3 separate regions of the Pan troglodytes genome follow, and all the other regions are linked to region 1. A link is a contact called in public HiChIP or PLAC-seq data. All regions are on one chromosome and are shown on one strand. Each heading gives the region's core, a stretch centred on a gene start, on an enhancer-like site or on the middle of the called end of the contact. The rest is flanking DNA. Distances are from core to core; before and after follow the strand shown.

Region 1 (2,969 bases), core at 150-2,649:
TGGAGTGCAGTGGCGGGATCTCGGCTCACTGCAAGCTCCGCCTCCCAGGTTCACGCCATTCTCCTGCCTCAGCCTCCTGAGTAGCTGGGACTGCAGGCACCCGCTACCACGCCCGGCTACTTTTTTTGTATTTTTAGTAGAGACGGGGTTTCACCATGTTAGCCAGGATGGTCTGGATCTCCTGATCTCGTGATCCGCCCGCCTCGGCATCCCAAAGTGCTGGGATTACAGGCGTGAGCCACCACGCCCGGCCTATGACTGTAATTTCTTGTGTATCATTAGGTTTCCAGAAAAAGGATCTTGAAACCTTTTTCTTGGGATCACGCCTGTAATCCCAGCACTTTTGTAGGCCGAGATGGGCAGATCATCTGAGGTCGGGAGTTCGAGATCAGCCTAACCAACATGGAGAAACCCCGTCTCTACAAAAATACAAAATTGCTGGGTGTGGTGGCGCATGCCTGTAATCCCAGCGACTCAGGAGGCTGAGGCAGGAGAATCGCTTGAACCCGGGAGGCGGAGGTTGTGGTGAGCTGAGATTGTGCCATTGCACTCCAGCCTGGGCAACAAGAGTGAAACTCCGTCTAAAAAAAAAAAAGAAAGAAAGAAAGAAAAAGGATCTGGGCATTCTCAGTACCTTTTCTGATCTTTATCTTCAGGAAAGCCATCTCTATATAGTTGAGCAAATAAATACTGGGCTGAGTATCTGATGAACTGCACTCTGCATAGGTTGCATACTGAGAATGAACTTGGGCAGTTTATCTTTTCTGGGCTTTGGTTTCCTCATCTCTAAAATGAGAGGGTGTGTTAGTTCTAGACCATCATCCCAAGGGTCCATTTAAGCTTTAGCGTGCATCACTGTAAAACTTGTTAACAAATATTTGTTGAGATAAGGAATTCTGGTGTATAGCCAACATTGTGGGAATATTTGTGGATACCTAAATAGTGGTTTATCCTCTGGGGAAAGCAGTTCCTACAGCTACTAAATACTAACAAGGCCTATGGCTAAAATCAGGTAGCACCTTGTGATGTAATTCAAACCACTAGGACATGTGGCATGCAAGACTACATCAGGCTACTTGAGGTATTTATTAGGTAACAATTTTTTTTTTTTTTTTTGAGACGGAGTCTCACTCTGTTGCCCAGGCTGGAGTGTAGTGGCGCAATCTCGGCTCACTGCAACTTTCGCCTCCAGGGTTCAAGCGATTCTCCTGCCTCAGCCTCCCGAGTAGCTGGGATTACAGGCGCCTGCCACCATGCCTGGCTAATTTTTGTATTTTTAGTAGAGACGGGGTTTCACTATGTTGGCTACGCTGGTCTCGAACTCCTGAGCTCAGGCAATCTACCCGCCTCGGCCTCCCGAAGTGCTGGGATTATAGGCGTGAGCCACCGCGCCCGGCCTAGGTAACGATTTTTGCGCGCTAAATGGTTCTTAGTAACCTGAAGAGTGAAAGCAGAGTACCTAAATATCATACTGTATACGTTAAAAACAGGGGAGAAAGGAAAAAAGATGTTAAACTTTACAGCAAAATGAGAAACAAATGAGGAAAACAAGTGAAAACTTCTCCCGCAACTGAAACTCAACCTCTACATTTTACCTAGGTAAAATGGTAAAATTGCCCACAGGGCTCAGGTGTTTGGATGCACTGTCCAGGCCAAGAGGAAAGATTTTCAGCCAGTCTCCAAAACATCTCAGGGACGGGTATGGAAAACAGGCGTAAAGTGTCTGTATCGATCAAATCAACCCCAGAGAAACTTTCCTAGGGCCAGAGAGCATCTCAACCGCGAAGGTCCGTTTGCGGCCCCCTCCACTTCAGGCCTGCAAAGCGGCTGACGGCATTCGCAGTGGCTAGGCAACGGCCCGCGCAGACTTCTCGGCGTTAGCCCCGCCTCTTGAGGCGCTTCCGCCGCCGGGCGCCTGGACACGCCTCCTTTAATTGGCTAACGTCACGCTGGGAGTGGGCGGGGAAAATATGTCAGACTGTGCGGTCACTTCCGGCCCGGGAGCGCGCGGGTTGATTCGTCCTTCCTCAGCCGCGGGTGCTCGTAGCTCGGAAATGGCGGGTAAGTTACCGGGAAAAGTTTACCAAGGGGAGGAGGCGGCCAGATCGGGGATAGAACACCGAGACGGTGGTGACAATGCCCGCCTAGAACTTTCGGGCTGTAGCCTGGGTTCCAGAAGGCCTGCTTGGGACCGGAAGTGCGGAACTCTCAGCTCAGCAGCTCCTTGTTGGCGGCGGTCCGCGCCCCCGCCCCCAACTGCTTGGGGTTCTGCGCCTTCTGCCAGCAACCCGGCCCCTACCGAGGGCCGAAGACGCCAGGGAAAAGCGTCATGATTTGGGCTTGTAAAATGCCACATGCCTTGGGGCCTGTTTCTCTTCCCATTCCTTTTGTCCACTGCTGCTTGCTTCAGCTCTTGTACATCTGGTCCTGTTCCCGCCAGCTGATTTTAATGCTCAGATCCTCCTCCTCTTCCAGGTCTCCGTCTACCTTCCACTACAGTCAACTTCTGAGCTAGCGCATTGCTGCCTTGCCCTGCTCTGGCGCTCCCACTTGGATCTCGACTGACTTCGTAGTCGTCTCGTTAATCTGTCACACTTTAGTATTCCGAGGATCGTATTTAGATGCCCTTTGAGAAAGACTTTGTTCCTGAACTCCTCCCTTCTCTTTTAGGGTTGGACTACTATAATACAATTCTCTTGTGTACATTCTAGAGACCCTTCAAGTTACAACATTTAATAATGTATAATTGCTATTACTTTGTACGTGTATTAAGGCTGTTTTGGTGTGATTATTTTTTTCGATTACTTGTCTTTTGAAGTTATGGACAGTTTCTTTTTCCTTAGACAGGGTCTCTCTGTCGCCCAGGCTGGAGTGCAGCGATCATAGTTCCGGGCAGCCTCCAACTCCTCCTAGGCTCAAGCGATCCTCTTGCCTCAGCCTCCCGAGTAGCTAGGACTACAGGCATGCGC
Region 2 (2,969 bases), core at 199-2,698, 190 kb after region 1:
CGCCAGCTCGGCTCGCTCCGGCAAGGCCAAGTATTGAGTCTTTTGGAAACGCCGCTGAAGAGCCGCCAGCTGGAAACTGGAGTAGATGGTGCGGGGTTTCCGGACTTTCTTTGGCTTCCCGTTCACTATCCGGATTTCAGGCTCAAGGTCCTCCTTCTCTGCAACGATAAAGAATCGTAAGAACAGCGCAACCCAGGGGTCCTGGAGTTCCCGCCCTCCTAGAGGGCCCGGCGGGGGGGACTTGGCTTGAGCAAGGAGGTGGGTGCCCTGAACTGTGGCGCCACGGGCAGGCGCAACTTCGCAGCGTGCGATCGGAGCCGCCACCGACCCCGGGAGCTGTACCCTCCAGGGAAGGGGGAGACAAGTGCACACCGAAGAGAAAGAAGCTGGTGGCAAGGAGATGCCCTTATGAGGCAGGCAGAGCACGCCCACTTGGCTCTTGAGGCCACCAGGTCCCACCAACGGAGAGAGGGACGTAACCGGCGACCTGCGGCAGATTGGAGGCTGGGGAGGGTAAAGGGCACAAGCGGGCGGTGAGCAGGCAGCGTGAAAATCCAGGGCTTTCGACGGCCCCCCGCCCCAAACACGTTTACCCATCCATCCCATTAACTAGACCGACTCGGCACTCTTGACTCCAGCGTTGTGCATACCAGGCTCGTTGTTGGCTGGGGACGAACTGGTTCCATAGGGAGCGTAGGAGGTGTAGGCGGCGGTGTAGCCCAGGTCATAGCTGCTCTTGGCGGAGTAAGGGACGTTGTTGAGGCCGCTGGCTTGGTACTGGTAGGAACCCATGTGCGCGTAGGGCGAGCCCCCGCCGCCGCCGCCGCCCGCCGGGTGCTGCTGGTTGGTGTAGTAGCTGCTGTCGGTGGCGGTGGACACCGGAAGGGTGGGCGACTCCTGGGGCTTGTGGAGGCTGCTGCTGCTGCTGTTGTTGCCACCCGGGCCGGCGCCGCCGCCGCTCGGGGGCTGCTGGTGCTGGTGGTACGTGCTGGAGGCGGCGATCTGGGTCGAGTGCATATCAGCCACTAGACTGTCAAAGACTCCAGTCATCCTGGCCCGAGACGGGAAAGAGCAGAGGTGGCGTGCGTGCGGGGGAAGCCAGGCGCCTCCTCTGTCTCTCCCGGTCCCCTCCAGCAGCCAATGTAATTACGGGGGTGGTGGTGGGGAAACAAGAAAGGAGGCAACCGTCTAGGCGCCTCCTCCTCCGGGGGAGGCGATCACCGTGCGCTGCTCGGGACAGCTGCCTCTGGTCGCATCCTCTTTCGGCCTCTGGGCCCGCTCGGCTCCTTGCCCAGCGCGAGCGCGGGCTCTGGCGGGGGGCGGGCAATGGAGGGGGCAGGGGTGGCTGGGCCGGGTCGGGACTCTGGGAGGCGGGAGCAGGTGAGCGGCCCCGAGCGGCTTTACGATTGTCTGCCAGGCGGGCTCCTGCAGTGTGGGCATTTAACACTCGTCACGTGAGCGCTGGCGACGTCACCTAGCAACAGCCAATCAGAAGCAAACGGCCGCGGAGCTCCGGGAACGCCCGGCCAGGGGGCGGGCGTCACATGGTGGGCGCTGTGGCTGCGGCTGCGGCTGCAGCGGCCCCAGGTGCAAACAGACTGCCGCCGAATGTGAGCAGCGAGGCGAGGGGTCGAGGTAGCGAGGAGTCAGGGTGGCCCGCAGCAGGAAGACAGAAGGCGTGGAGACAGACTGGCGTTTTGCCTCAGAGGAAGAAGTGGAGTCCCCTCTCCCATTCTGTGAGCAAGTGCCAGTTCCAGTGATTCGTACTTTCATGTCCGAGGTCAGTTTTCAAACACATTAAAGTACATCGGTGCCCAGAGTCCAGCCAGCTCTATCTCCACTTTTCCTCGAAGTGTCTGGCATTTATTCTTGTTAGCCACTCGGCACTTGACATAATCAATTGATTTAATTATCCACAAACCACGTGTAATGTTCGCTTCCTAACCAATCCGCAGGGATATTAGGACAATTAATTATATAATATTGAAACGGGTCTTCCTTGTTGCTTGAAAGAGAAGCTACATAAACTTAAAGGTATTATTGCTAATAGTATATTTGAAACCACTTTCCCTGGTACTTTCCCGACACGCGAGACTCTGAGTAATTCTATACGTTTGATAAGTAAATGACACCCTGAAAGCCATCCCGAGGACTTCCTCCTTCGGGTGGAAAGGTTCACCAGTTGTCCTTGAAAATTCGATGCTCTTGCGAAAAAGGAAATAGGATAATAGGTGAGATTATAGATTTATCAAGTAGATACTAGATTTATCACTTCTCTGTAAATTTACAACAAATATAAAAAGTTTTATCTGGTTTGTTGAATTTAATCCTGTTTTACAGTTTTGCATTTTAGGACCCTGTTCTACCCTATCATTGCAATTTTTTTCTTTTCCTTCTGTTTTTTAAAAAATCGGAAATGGTGACTTCCTCTGTCTCTATAACCTTGTAGTTGGAAACCTTGGCCCGACGGTGATGGACTGCACGACTTGCTGGACTCCCAAGTCCGAAGTTTCTGCGGCAGCGCTTGCTTTGTGGCGCCACCTGGTGGGCAGTGTGCGAGGTTGCGGGGGGCGGGGTAGACGGTCTAATCACGCCCAGGCGCCAGCCTCTGAAACCCCCCAAAAGAACAAAATAGTAATTAAAAGCCACAAAATTGTGCTAGTGCGCACCATCTGAAGCACCCTTTCCTAAAGACATAACATGTCGCTGAAAGAACTTGTTAAAACAACTGTCTGATGGAAAACAAGTTGATACCTTCAAAAATATGATCTTTGGTCTTCTTCCCCAGAAAAAGCAAGTGTGTAATTAAAACTCCAGCATTCACACAGAGAAATATTGAGATAGGTAACGCGCCTTTAAGTCTACCTGGATTTAGTTCCCAGCTTTTTTTTTTTGGTTAAGGAAGGCCCCTAGATGGAAAGCGCCAGCTTATGAGAAACGTTGGAGGTGGAGCTCACCTCCACCCACCT
Region 3 (2,969 bases), core at 348-2,847, 170 kb after region 1:
CGCTGAAAGGCTGCATGTTGCTATTAGTGTTAAATATATGGCTAATTATGCGTATGAAAATTAAACATCAGTGTTATGCTAATGGGGCGCCTTCAGCTGCGGATCTGAGCACTTGAGACTACCATTTAATCAAATGAATCAGTAACTAATACATCTGCACGTGTGAACTTTCACAAGATCATTTCCCCGTTCCCGTCACACCGCTAAATGATGAAAGAAATAATTATCAACACTTTCTAATTACCTAACAAAGTAATTTGGGATTCACCGTGGGGCTGGCGGGATGGGGAACCAACATCCACTTACAGCCAGGGTGGTGTACGCCACACCGCGAGGGGCTGGCTGTATTGGTAGTAGTGGCGATGGGGTGGGGGCTCTTGTGCACTTTTTTGTACCTAGCACCCCAGAAGACAGAAGGAGCAGCGGCAGATCTTGCCTCCACTAGCCCTGCCCCCTAGGCCTGGTGGCGCGCGCTTTGGCCACTGGAGGTGAGGAAGATCCTGGGTGGCAACGAGAGACGTCTACACATAGATAAGGGAGCCTACCACAGGCCTGGGGTTGCTGCGGGTTTCGGTGTCCCCCAGGGACTCCTAAACTCTGGAAGTCTCGCTAGACCTCAGGAGGCCGGAAAATGACCACCTGGCGTCGGTGGCTCCAGCAGATCTGAGCCCCTAGGCCTCCTGGGCTCCACGCTGAGCCGCGCTCTCGGGGCGAGTGAGCCCGGGGCTCTCCGCGCATGGGGAGTGGAGAAGGGAGGGGGAGGAGGAGGAAGGCTGGGAGGGAAAGAGGATGTGTGTGTTGGGGGAGGGGGCGGTGCAGCCGCCTTTCCTGGGAGGAGAAGCGCGGGTTCCTGGCTCTCCACGCGCACTGCTTTAATCAGACCCGTGCAGCCTCGAGCTGGAGTGGCCAGCTGGGCCTGGAGCAATGCGAGCGGGCCCCAGGGAGCGACAGCGGCGTTGGCGCAGCGGCCGAGTGAGTGAGTTCGCGGGGAGGGCCCCTAAGCCCCGACTCCAGGGATGTGGCAGAGCGTACCGGGGAGGCGCGGCCGGATGGGCGCTGCGCTAGGCACAAGGCTCTTAGGAGAACCTCTGTCTGTTGGCCGCCTCGGGCGCCCCCAGTGCGCGACTCCGCGCTCCAGAGGCAGAGGTCAGGCTCCTCCTGAGCCGCCCTAGCTCTGCGCCGAACTGAGTGGCAGCGACGAGAAGCGGTCCCCGGTGTCTGGTGTTAGGGACCGCTGAAGGGTGGGGACAGTGGTAAGGGGGCGGCGGCGCGGAGCCGCTGGTTGGTTCCTGGGGAGGAAAGCGCGCGAGGGAGGCGGGAGGCCGATGAACCGCGGGCCGCAGGGGCCCCGGCGCAGACGCCGCAGCCCATTGTGCTTCCTGCCCGGCGCGCTCTGTTGCAGAGGAGCCCCGGCCGGGAAGTGTGGATGCGTCTCTCCCGAGGCCGGGCCGCCTCGCCCGCTCTAGTCCAGCGGAGCCCGAGCGCCTCGGACCAATCCCCAGTGATTATGCAAGACAGCGGACCAATCAGCTCCGCCAGCTCATGAATATTTATGACCTTGGCTGAGTCAAAGCTTTGAACCGAGTTTGGGGAGCTCAGCAGCATCATGCTTAGACTTTTCAAAGAGACAAACTCCATTTTCTTATGAATGGAAAGTGAAAACCCCTGTTCCGCTTAAATTGGGTTCCTTCCTGTCCTGAGAAACATAGAGACCCCCAAAAGGGAAGCAGAGGAGAGAAAGTCCCATACCCAGACCCCGCGAGAAGAGATGACCATGACCACCATGCCAGAAAGTCTCAACAGCCCCGTGTCGGGCAAGGCGGTGTTTATGGAGTTTGGGCCGCCCAACCAGCAAATGTCTCCTTCTCCCATGTCCCACGGGCACTACTCCATGCACTGTTTACACTCGGCGGGCCATTCGCAGCCCGACGGCGCCTACAGCTCAGCCTCGTCCTTCTCCCGACCGCTGGGCTACCCCTACGTCAACTCGGTCAGCAGCCACGCATCCAGCCCCTACATCAGTTCGGTGCAGTCCTACCCGGGCAGCGCCAGCCTCGCCCAGAGCCGCCTGGAGGACCCAGGTACGTGCGCTTGCCAGGGAGAGGGAGAGGAGGAGGTACAAGGGAGAGAGGGAAAGAAGGAGCGGGGGAGAAGAGGAGAGGGAGAGAGAGAGAAAGAGAAGAGAGGAGAGCGAGGTGGGGTGGGGGTGGGGAGGGCGCGGGAGCAGTGGAGGTTTCGAATACCAATCTATAGATCCTTGTCACAGCAAATAAATTTTTTAAAAAATTCCCTCAATTTGCAACTATCCAGCAAAGGATAAATCCCAGAGCGTCTCCTGGCACTGGCTGGGCCTCTGGGCGGCTCGGTGTGCAGAGCACACAATGCCCCGCTGGAAAACAGAAACCCACATGTGCACGTATTAGTCTCGGTAATTATTTATTGCGTAGCGCTATAAACAATGTATGCAATTAAGGGTAATTAAACCTCAACTACCGCCTGCAAAAATAGCAAACTTTTCCTGCAAAGGCAGGAGCTGCGCTCCTGGGAACGGCTCTATCCCTCCTGCAGCGGCCCGGGACAGGCCCTCGGATTTTGGGGGACCCTTCCCTGGCTTTCAGAGTTTCTTGAACGTTCTCTCCCTGGTGCTGCCTCCGCCACCCTTCGGTAGCCACTCGCTCTCGGCTGCTCGCACTAAAGGCGGCCCCTCGTATTAACAACGGGCCCTACTTCTGCTGTCCCTCCAGGGGCGGACTCGGAGAAGAGCACGGTGGTGGAAGGCGGTGAAGTGCGCTTCAATGGCAAGGGAAAAAAGATCCGTAAACCCAGGACGATTTATTCCAGTTTGCAGTTGCAGGCTTTGAACCGGAGGTTCCAGCAAACTCAGTACCTAGCTCTGCCGGAGAGGGCGGAGCTCGCGGCCTCTTTGGGACTCACACAGACTCAGGTACCTCGCCGCTGCCGCTCCGTTC

Evidence for each region. HiChIP or PLAC-seq counts read pairs in DNA pulled down with a chosen protein or histone mark.
Region 2: a contact with region 1 is called in an H3K4me3 HiChIP or PLAC-seq map of stem cell-derived excitatory neurons, with 2.5 times the contacts expected there. The contact joins the promoter of DLX2 here to the promoter of HAT1 in region 1. A contact is called at or near these places in 1 of 7 Hi-C or Micro-C datasets (stem cell-derived neural progenitor cells) and 1 of 1 datasets of contacts at active chromatin or transcription factors (stem cell-derived excitatory neurons).
Region 3: an H3K4me3 HiChIP or PLAC-seq map of stem cell-derived excitatory neurons shows a contact between it and region 1, with 2.4 times the contacts expected there. The contact joins the promoter of DLX1 here to the promoter of HAT1 in region 1. A contact is called at or near these places in 1 of 7 Hi-C or Micro-C datasets (stem cell-derived neural progenitor cells) and 1 of 1 datasets of contacts at active chromatin or transcription factors (stem cell-derived excitatory neurons).

The regions. Positions count from the first base shown.
Region 1 is chr13:73,971,389-73,974,357 of NHGRI_mPanTro3-v2.0_pri, forward strand. It overlaps HAT1 (histone acetyltransferase 1), which reads left to right and starts at 1,400. Exons shown (of 11, transcript XM_001146318.6): 1 at 1,400-2,061. The coding sequence starts at 1,971. The region is part of intron 1 of SLC25A12 (solute carrier family 25 member 12); the gene reads right to left.
Region 2 is chr13:74,160,528-74,163,496 of NHGRI_mPanTro3-v2.0_pri, forward strand. DLX2 (distal-less homeobox 2) reads right to left here and starts at 1,449. Exons shown (of 3, transcript XM_016950040.3): 1 at 651-1,449; 2 at 1-158. The coding sequence starts at 1,050. It also overlaps a transcript of LOC107973828 not described here.
Region 3 is chr13:74,142,920-74,145,888 of NHGRI_mPanTro3-v2.0_pri, forward strand. It overlaps DLX1 (distal-less homeobox 1), which reads left to right and starts at 1,598. Exons shown (of 3, transcript XM_009443764.3): 1 at 1,598-2,081; 2 at 2,745-2,944. The coding sequence starts at 1,769.